Regions from separate parts of the Mus musculus genome. Here all the other regions are linked to region 2. The links are chromatin contacts, called in public HiChIP or PLAC-seq and promoter capture Hi-C maps. All regions are on one chromosome and are shown on one strand. Each heading gives the region's core, a stretch centred on a gene start, on an enhancer-like site or on the middle of the called end of the contact. The rest is flanking DNA. Distances are from core to core; before and after follow the strand shown. Region 1 overlaps Fyn (Fyn proto-oncogene). Region 2 has its middle 4.8 kb from the start of Gm31562. Region 3 overlaps E130307A14Rik (RIKEN cDNA E130307A14 gene).

Region 1 (2,706 bases), core at 109-2,608, 270 kb after region 2:
GTAAAGTGAATCATGTCTTAAATGCAATAGGAGAGCTCATTTTTATACCAAGGAAACTTTCCGCTACCGCCTCCCTCGTGGTATGTATAAATACCCTTGCCACAGATAGGGAAGACGGGGAAATTGAGGGCTGCTTTAGTTTTGTTGGCTCAAACAGTCATTAAGATGCCAAACCATACCAAGGAAGAGGTGACTCACTGTGGTTCCAGCACCTCCATAGAACCCACTATTCACAGTGTGGAATGTAGATGGAGACAGAGGCACCAAGGCTAACAGAGGCACTGTGCTCTCTGTCCCTGGACGTGGTGTCAAGAGGCGTCCTTCCCTCTGACTTTCCCGCCATGCCTCTTTTGTACACTTTTGTGTGGACTTACCAGGGCTCCATGGTACAGAAAGCAGCTTTGTTGCAGAAGTCCTGAGTTCTGGACATGGACTCTAGTCACCTGTTGTCACCTCTCGTCCCCACCCCGAGCTGAGCTGTGGACACATTCCCCTACCTCTCTATAACAGGGCCCATGTTTGAGGACTTAGAATGTGGTGGTGGGGTTGCGTTTTCCAGTGCAGTACAGTGCAGTGCCTGGCATACATGAGTATGCATACATACACTTCGGATGTTGGCTATGACTGCCAGGATGTGGAACCACCACCTCTACAGTGCCCCATCCCGTAACTAGGCATTCATCTTCTGCAGGCTTCGGACAGCATCCGTGTATTAGCTCACCATTCTGTGGGCCGTAAGCCGGCACGTAGCATGACCGGAATCTCTGATCAGCGAGGCTGAACTAAGGGTGTCAGCTGAGCTGTCACTGGGGCCTTGCTAGGGAAGAATCGGTTTCCTGACTCACACAGACTCTTGATCAGTCTCAGTTGCTCTGGTTTGCTGTGGTCTTGGAACTGACATGCCAGTTCCCTGCTCTGCCAGCTGTGAGCGCTCCTCAGCAGTGGAGAGCCCACATCTGGCCACGTGTTAAGAGCTGCAGGAGAGAGGATCCTCACTTTGAATGCTTCTTCTCACACTTCGGCTCTGCATGTGCAAGAAGAGCCATGACCTCCAGGGCTTACTTGATGAGGTCAGCTCACGGGGACACTGTCCTTCCTAAGGTTGGCTACGCCAAGTGACACAGCCTAACACAGGAGCGGCTGTTTAATTCACACATCCTGGAGACTGTACAGGAAGTTGGAAGGTAGCTTACAGTTCTGCGCACCACAGCACAACCTCAGCAGGGCCAGGGACAAATGGCTCACTTCTTCCATCCATCTGGCAGCAAGTATACTTTGCCAAGTGGGCAGAACTGCACTGCACTGCGCTGACACAGGGTGGACCCAGCACTAAGGCTGTCTGCGGCTCAGCCCCCAAGGTCTTACAGTTGCACAATGCAAACCCGGCTGGATCTTTCCTTTGGCTTAGGACCTCCACCAGTGCTTATGCAACCAAGAGGCACCAAGGCACCCTGCTTTTTCTCCATCCACCTAATTCCTAGGACCTCTCTGACTGTACCGAAAAGACAGATAAAGACCCTTAAGCTGCCAGGGTCATCTGGCTGTGTTCTAGGAAGAAGGAACAACCCATTGGGCAGGATGGAAAGGTGTTGGTGAATCAGGAAACTTGGCTGGCAGGTTCTGTAACCCAGCTACCACTGCTCCGGGCATAGTGTTGAGCTGCCTAAATGAGGCTCTAGCAGTTATGTGCGGAAAACTCCTAATCAGCTGCCCTGGCTCCTCAGGGGATTCACTGTCTGCCGAGAATCTAGTAAAGTTCCTTAAAGTCCTAGTAAAGTTACTCATCCTGTGGATGGTGTTGATTTTCTCAGCATCAAAAGCTGTGTGCCAGGAGCCTCTCTCCTAAGGTCGCCTCACTCTGACTGTGCTCCGCCTCCTCCTGCCCTCTCTCATCCCACTGCTGTTCATTCATGAAGCGGTCCACTTTTGCCTCTGCCCCTGACACAGTGTGAGGAGCTGCAGGGGACCTACAACTCTGCTCTGAATTCCTCATTGCTTATGTGTCGTTGGTCCGGCTCCCATCCTTTTCTTACTCTCCATTGTCAGCTTTGCCCAAGAAAGAGCGATGCTAGAGTGGAAGGGACCATGAGGCAAGTCGTGTCAGAGTTCTGTGGCCAGACCTCACTGTCCTTTCCCAGGCCAGCGCTGCCCACTAGGCTCCCAGGGTGAGAATGGGGCATGGGAGGGGGATAGGGATGAAGAGCTAAGTCTAGAGCTGTCACTTCTCCATTCCTTCTTAAGTTGGCTCCAAGGTAGCAGCCTACTCTGCTAAGATGGCGGCTACTCATTGGCTCTTTTCCCTGTATGTTGCAGAGAAAGGCATTTGCCAGCATGCCCGGTGTCTCATCCAGGCCTTGTTACCCAGCAGCTGTAGAACTTGATCATGGGCATTGCTCTTGGGTTGGCAGCTGAGGAAATGGAAGCTTTCTCATTGTTTGTGTGCCCAGCCTCAGAAGTTGAGAGTGGGTACCCACCTGGGCCCACCTCTGGTCAGAACGTACCTGACCTGTGATAGCTGAGCCCCCCCCCCCATACTGCAGGGCCCCCTCTGTCACAGAAGAACTGTGTGGAGGGTTTGAGGCCACACCATGACCGTAGTATAAAGCGATCATATCTGCTGTGCTCATGGGAGGAGGGTGTGGCTGTGTTTCAGTGTGTCTGGCAACTCTTCCCCTGTTGTGTAACTTAAATAGATTTGTGGGACTA
Region 2 (2,700 bases), core at 195-2,694:
ATGTTCTAGTCAGCTTGTTTGGGAAGCCTGGGGCCGTTCATGGGGGGTGCAGCTTTTGAACTTTAGAAACTGTGTTAGTGTTTGTCCAAGTCTTTGTAGGTCAAGGTTGAGGGCTTGTCAAGAAGAGAGCCCGGAGGAGCCAGCCTGGAGTTGAGCCAAGAATCGAGTCTTTGTCAGAACAACAGTCGCTGCCGAATAGGAAGGAGTAAAGTATCCATGTAATGTATGTTTTATTTCTGACAGGTAACTTTTCATCACGCCGTGAGCTTGTGTGAGCAGTGGTGGTATGGGCTGGTTGTCCCTGAGAGCCATGGCTTTGAGCAAATGCCTAAGCCTTGTTCAAAGTATGAGGAAAGCCCAGGGGACAGGAAGTTTGTCACACACAGCTTAAAGCTACAGGAAGGCACACAGCACCTCCATTTTGAAACTTAGTTTAAAAGGCTGTTTCAAGCCCCAGCCCAGTGATCACAGCATCCACATATCAAGACTGTGTTGGCTTTAAACGTCTCTAAATTTATTCTATTATCTATGCTCTCATGCCCCAGACCTCAGACTCCTGTTCCCATCACAAATCTGTGAGGTCACAGGCCAGGAGCTGTGATTTCAGCCTTTCTCCAGTAGAATTCTCCCAGCTCCTGACAAAGTCAGAGGTCACTCTCTGCCCCCATTTTTCCTTGGGAATGAATACCATCGACAGAGCTAACTCGGCCTGGAGAGCAGACCCTGGAATATTAGGTGTGGGTGAGGCTGAGATCAGAGCTATAGAACAGGAAGAAACCTACACTAGCCACCTGCTGTTATGTGGAAGAGGTAGGGTCACGGAGAGGATTTTGTTTTCAAAGGCAACATACAGCCTCATATGGGAAAAGGGATGGCAGCCCAAGGAAGAAGCCATAATGAACTAGGGTGAACAGGCACTCTATTCCCCTATGGAGAATAGCCTTCCCAATAGCTCTCTGGGATGGCCCTGATCTTCTATCTTCCAGTGCCATGATGATTCATATCCCCCACACGCACACACCCACGCGCACATTCACGCACATATACACATGCACAATCACACTAAGAGAAGTTGATGACTATGATATCTTTGAGCCAAGCAGGAGAGCCTTTAAAAATCAAAGCCAGTGACAGGTTTGAAGGAAGGGGCAGGGGAGGCAATGTGTCGAGTATCACCTCCAAGAGTGAGTGGTGCAGATGAGGAGAACTCTTCAGACCTGGATCCCGGACTTCTCTACCAGGGAAAACAATGGGAAAGTGCCTCCTTTGTTCCTTTGGAATTCGATCAGGATTCCCATTTCATTGTGTAGTCTTTGCCAAATGCAAATTCTAAGATACCCACTAGAGGTCGCTGTTCGTTACAATCAAACCCGGCTCCCCCGTTGGGCGGGGAAGCCCGAGCCGCGTGGTCTTCACTGCAAAGCAATCTGCAGACTTCAGTGAAAGAAAATCAGCTCCCTCACTCCCCAGGGTAGGTTCGTGCTGCCTGCAAGGACATTGCTTTTCATCACAGAAGTCAAAAGAAGATACAGCAAATCATCAAAGAATGTTTTCAACACCCCCCACCCCCGCACAGTTTGACTTTTCAACGGGTTCCAATGCCTCCCCCACTGCCCTATTGTATCATTTCTTCCCAGACGACCATCAAACAATCAGACCCGAGTAGAAGCCAAGCTGAAATACTAACTATATGTTTGTTGATCGCCACTACTACCCCACACCACTGGGGCTTATTTCTTTCTCTGCTGGGCTATACCCAGAGTATAAAATAACCAAGAAACACGAGGAGACAGCAGCAGTAAAGACCCTTAGTACCTGCAGCTTCTCTCAATGGTTAGAGCTCTGAAGGTGAAGAACGAGAGTGTAGTCAAAGCTGTTATCAATGTACCAGGGCACTGCCCGGCTGCCTCCTAGTCTATCCGAGTAGGCCCTGAGAAGCTGACCACTCTCCAGTAGAAGGCCACATGTGCAAGCATATTTGGGCAGCACAAATTGGTTATCAGAGATTTTTAAGAAACAAAAACAAAACAAGACAAAACACGCACAAAGTTGGGTGGACGGAAAAGAGAATGGACCAGAGAAAAGTTGGGCAAGTGAGGTAAATAAAATCAAAACATGTCCAAAAAAACTAATGAACATTTTAAAAATGAAGTTATCTATCTTTATAAAATTACACAAGAATTAAGTAAGTGCATAGCACTTTGCATAGCATTGTAGTAGGCACTTTATATTTTTAAATTTTATTTCTACTCAAGTTGGCCTGGACAGGGGAGAGACTGGATATAGGGAGCAGTCAGGGACTATTTTCCCGCTGCCCCTCAAAACCGGAATGGACCTGAGCAACACGCACAAGACAGGCAGAAGGAAGGATGGCCAAGTGTGCAGCTCCTAGAAGAGCTTTGAAACAGCACCACTGGTCTGAGCCCAGAGCTCTCTGGACCACACTCCATCTTTCTCTCCACTTAAGACTGCAGTGCTGTGTTAATGTCCTCTCGGAATACAAGTGGGATGGCTTCCAAACCACTTGGATGCCTGTATTGGCATCACATTGGTGTCAATGGCCTGTGAAAGCCAGTTCCGAAGGCTCGGGTGAGCAAGGGGGCTGCTTCTAGACCAGTGGCTCTCAACCTCCCTAATGTGGGACCCTTTAGTACTCATGCTGCGGTGACCCCCAACTGAAAGATTATTTTTGTCACTACT
Region 3 (2,772 bases), core at 20-2,519, 430 kb after region 2:
TTCAGACTCTCTGCAACCTCACAGACACCATCTCCTGTACCCTGATTTTCTTCACAGCAGCCATCAGCATCTGGGGCAGCTCTGCCTGCCAAGAGTGGCTCACTTTCCTGAACATGTGGTATGACTACACTTTCTGGCCCTCTGTAGCTGGCTGTAACCCTATGGCTTCTTTTGGCCCTGAAAATGAGAGACATGCCATGTATCAGTTATAAGCTTTGAGAATCCGTGTATCATTTGATATTCTCCCTAAGACTAGCCTTACCCCCTGGTGGTTCTCTGGATGGCCTGGGTGCCATGTGGAAGTGACCCAGAGGAAAGTCCCTCCTTCTGACCTTCAGTGACCACTCTTTGATGAGGACTAAAACTTTTTTTTGCTTCAACCTCTGAGATACAAGCGTGTTTACTGCCACCAACCAGTGTAATGTACCCTGACTAACATATTTATCTGTTTTCTGTCTCTCCTCTTTAAATTTTTATCTATATAAATATAGGACTCAGCCGGGCGTTGGTGGCGCACGCCTTTAATCCCAGCACTCGGGAGGCAGAGGCAGGCGAATTTCTGAGTTCAAGGCCAGCCTGGTCTACAGAGTGAGTTCCAGAACTGCCAGGGCTACACAGAGAAACCCTGTCTCGAAAAACCAAAAACCAAAACCAAAAAATAAATATAGGACTCTGTTCCCTGCTGCATCCCCAGTGTCTAGAATAGTGGACACAGGTTCTATTCTCAGCATTAGCTGGACAGCTGCATGAACCATGGCTTGATCACACTGTGTGAGACAGGAGATTTAACAATGGCAGGTAAATCTAACCCTGTAAAGATTAATTCTACAGAAATGTCCATTCAAGCTAATGGAAACCCATTTCAAGATCCCAGGGTCTAAAAGGAGAACTCACCTTCAAGTAACAGAATATAAAGTGGCCCAAACTGTAAGGATAAATGGAGATCTAGCACGAAGCTGGGGGTGTGGGGGCAGGTGTCGGTGACAATCTAACTAACAAGGATTAGCAGTGTTTGTGTCAAAGCTGAATGCTGCTGTGGTTCCCTTTCCCGGTGTGGACATTAGCATTCGAAATGAATGGAGCTTCACAGAGCCAGGATTTTCTCTGCCCTTATCATAAACTGGCCTGTGAGCCCCTCCGAGGACTCCCCCTAAAGCTGTGTGGGCTTTTGTGAGCTGCTGCCCTTTCATGGGCTTCCTCCTCATGTGCCTGCATTGGGACAGGGATAATGCATTTCCTGTATCATGTGGCACAGCACAAGGAAACTCTTTGTGTCCCTACAGAGGAAGAGTCCATCTGTAAGTAGTTTTTAAGAGTGTACTGAAGGGTCTTGTTAGGGTGACTTACTCTCCCAGTTAGATTTGGGTGATGGAGTGGACCACGTGACAGACATGCATAATGAGCTGCTTCAGCTGCTGCCAGTGGGAAGCAGGGACTGTGGAGTGAGAGTCTCACAGTCATTGAGAGCAGGACCAGTCAGGAGAGGTGAGCCTCCTTCTGAGTTGCCTTTTCCCACTGCCACAATGTTCCAGTGTTATGAGGCTTCTGCGTTTACTGGTTTCTCACAAAGCAACTGCCTTTCCAGTTAGTTCCTAATTCAAACTGGAAATGCATGATTTCTGTGCAGTTCCCTAAAGAGCAAGCATTAGCAAGATGGGTCGGCAATCATTCACGAAATGCATTTGGAAGGAGTCTTTCCATGTTTTGTCATGAAAACAGGAAATGCATCTTATCCCAGAATGAGAAGGCTGGATCTGGGTTTGCCTTTTCCAAACTATCTCTTTTCCTCCTCCTTGTATTTTCTTTTCTCTATTCCAATGATTCCCTTCCCTCTCCTTATACACTAGTAATTAATCTCCTAATGACTATGACAAGGCACATCACTGGTTGCACACTTTCTGTGGGTGGTACACAACAGTGACTTACAAACTTCAAACCACCGGCTCACAACTCTATTACTGAAGTGGCCCACCTTGAAGTTAACTTTGGATGCGTCTGGTGGTGCTGAGGAAATGGGCGAGGGGGCGGCTAACGCAGCCATTCTGCTCTGACCTGACCTTTGATGTGACAAGTTCATGGATCAATGATACATCTGATAGCAAATCCAAATCCACTACAGCTGCTGAGATGGCTCAGAGAGGACTGTCAGGAAAAGGACTGACTGGGTAGGAGGCAGGAACTGAGTTGGACCTTCAGGCACAGGTATGTTTTAGGTGTTGAAAGCGCAAAATACTCTATTAGAGATCAGAAAAGTGTGACATTTTGACTGACTTCAGCTTTTTTTGTGACACCCATCTTCATAGCCTCAGTTTTTCAACTAACTACACATGTCAGCTACATAAGTCATCTAAGGAAGGTTTTTAAATAGTCATCAAATGTTTGTAATTGGCAATTAATCACAGCAAAGATTACCAAGACTCCACAGCTGTGAGCTTTATGCTGGCTATAAAGATGGGGGAATTATTTGTCCAGTGTACCAATGAGTGTCGCAGATCAGTGCTGCAGAATGGGAGGAAAACAGAAAATAGGCTCTGAGAAAGGACAGCACAGGCTTCCAGTAGCTTTGGAGGCCTCCTTTGGACACTTTAAAGTATGTCACTTTCACATTGGTGGCTTTAGAGACTTTTTCTTTATGGACAGAAAGCTGTCACTCTACAAAAAGTCCCCAGTTCCTCAGCTACTTCCTTCTGACCGGCTCTGGCTGACAACTCTGGCTCTTTTCTGCAGAGGAATGGCAAAGCCTGGCTGCATCTGTTAGTTTTCACAGAGAGG

The links. HiChIP or PLAC-seq counts read pairs in DNA pulled down with a chosen protein or histone mark. Capture Hi-C pulls out chosen DNA fragments and counts their contacts.
Region 1: a promoter capture Hi-C map of adipose tissue shows a contact between it and region 2. The contact joins two enhancer-like sites. A contact is called at or near these places in 2 of 39 promoter capture datasets (liver and pre-B cells), 1 of 15 datasets of contacts at CTCF or cohesin (the NIH/3T3 cell line), 114 of 484 Hi-C or Micro-C datasets (the 3T3-L1 cell line, 3T3-L1-derived adipocytes, the 63-12 cell line and 68 more), 18 of 115 datasets of contacts at active chromatin or transcription factors (CD8 T cells, the HPC-7 cell line, acute myeloid leukemia and 12 more) and 5 of 9 other capture datasets (adipose tissue, embryonic stem cells, embryonic tail and 2 more).
Region 3: a contact with region 2 is called in an H3K27ac HiChIP or PLAC-seq map of oligodendrocyte precursor cells, with 3 times the contacts expected there. The contact joins two enhancer-like sites. A contact is called at or near these places in 2 of 15 datasets of contacts at CTCF or cohesin (the NIH/3T3 cell line and large pre-B cells), 1 of 484 Hi-C or Micro-C datasets (cerebellar granule neurons) and 2 of 115 datasets of contacts at active chromatin or transcription factors (embryonic stem cells and oligodendrocyte precursor cells).

The regions. Positions count from the first base shown.
Region 1 is chr10:39,505,758-39,508,463 of GRCm38.p6, forward strand. All of the region lies in intron 3 of Fyn (Fyn proto-oncogene), which reads left to right. Among named protein-coding and RNA genes, the nearest start is that of Gm40627, 83 kb to the right of the region's middle. Within about 2 kb of position 1,359, at least 41 of the 459 cell types and tissues checked have an H3K27ac peak or open chromatin away from gene starts, as enhancers often do. A contact at or near this core is called in adipose tissue, brain, cerebellum and 2 more, where this site is marked.
Region 2 is chr10:39,238,682-39,241,381 of GRCm38.p6, forward strand. No RefSeq gene overlaps it. Among named protein-coding and RNA genes, the nearest start is that of Gm31562, 4.8 kb to the right of the region's middle. Within about 2 kb of position 1,445, at least 74 of the 459 cell types and tissues checked have an H3K27ac peak or open chromatin away from gene starts, as enhancers often do. A contact at or near this core is called in adipose tissue, brain, cerebellum and 3 more, where this site is marked.
Region 3 is chr10:39,671,507-39,674,278 of GRCm38.p6, forward strand. The region is part of intron 2 of E130307A14Rik (RIKEN cDNA E130307A14 gene); the gene reads right to left. Among named protein-coding and RNA genes, the nearest start is that of E130307A14Rik, 59 kb to the right of the region's middle. Within about 2 kb of position 1,270, at least 83 of the 459 cell types and tissues checked have an H3K27ac peak or open chromatin away from gene starts, as enhancers often do. A contact at or near this core is called in oligodendrocyte precursor cells, where this site is marked.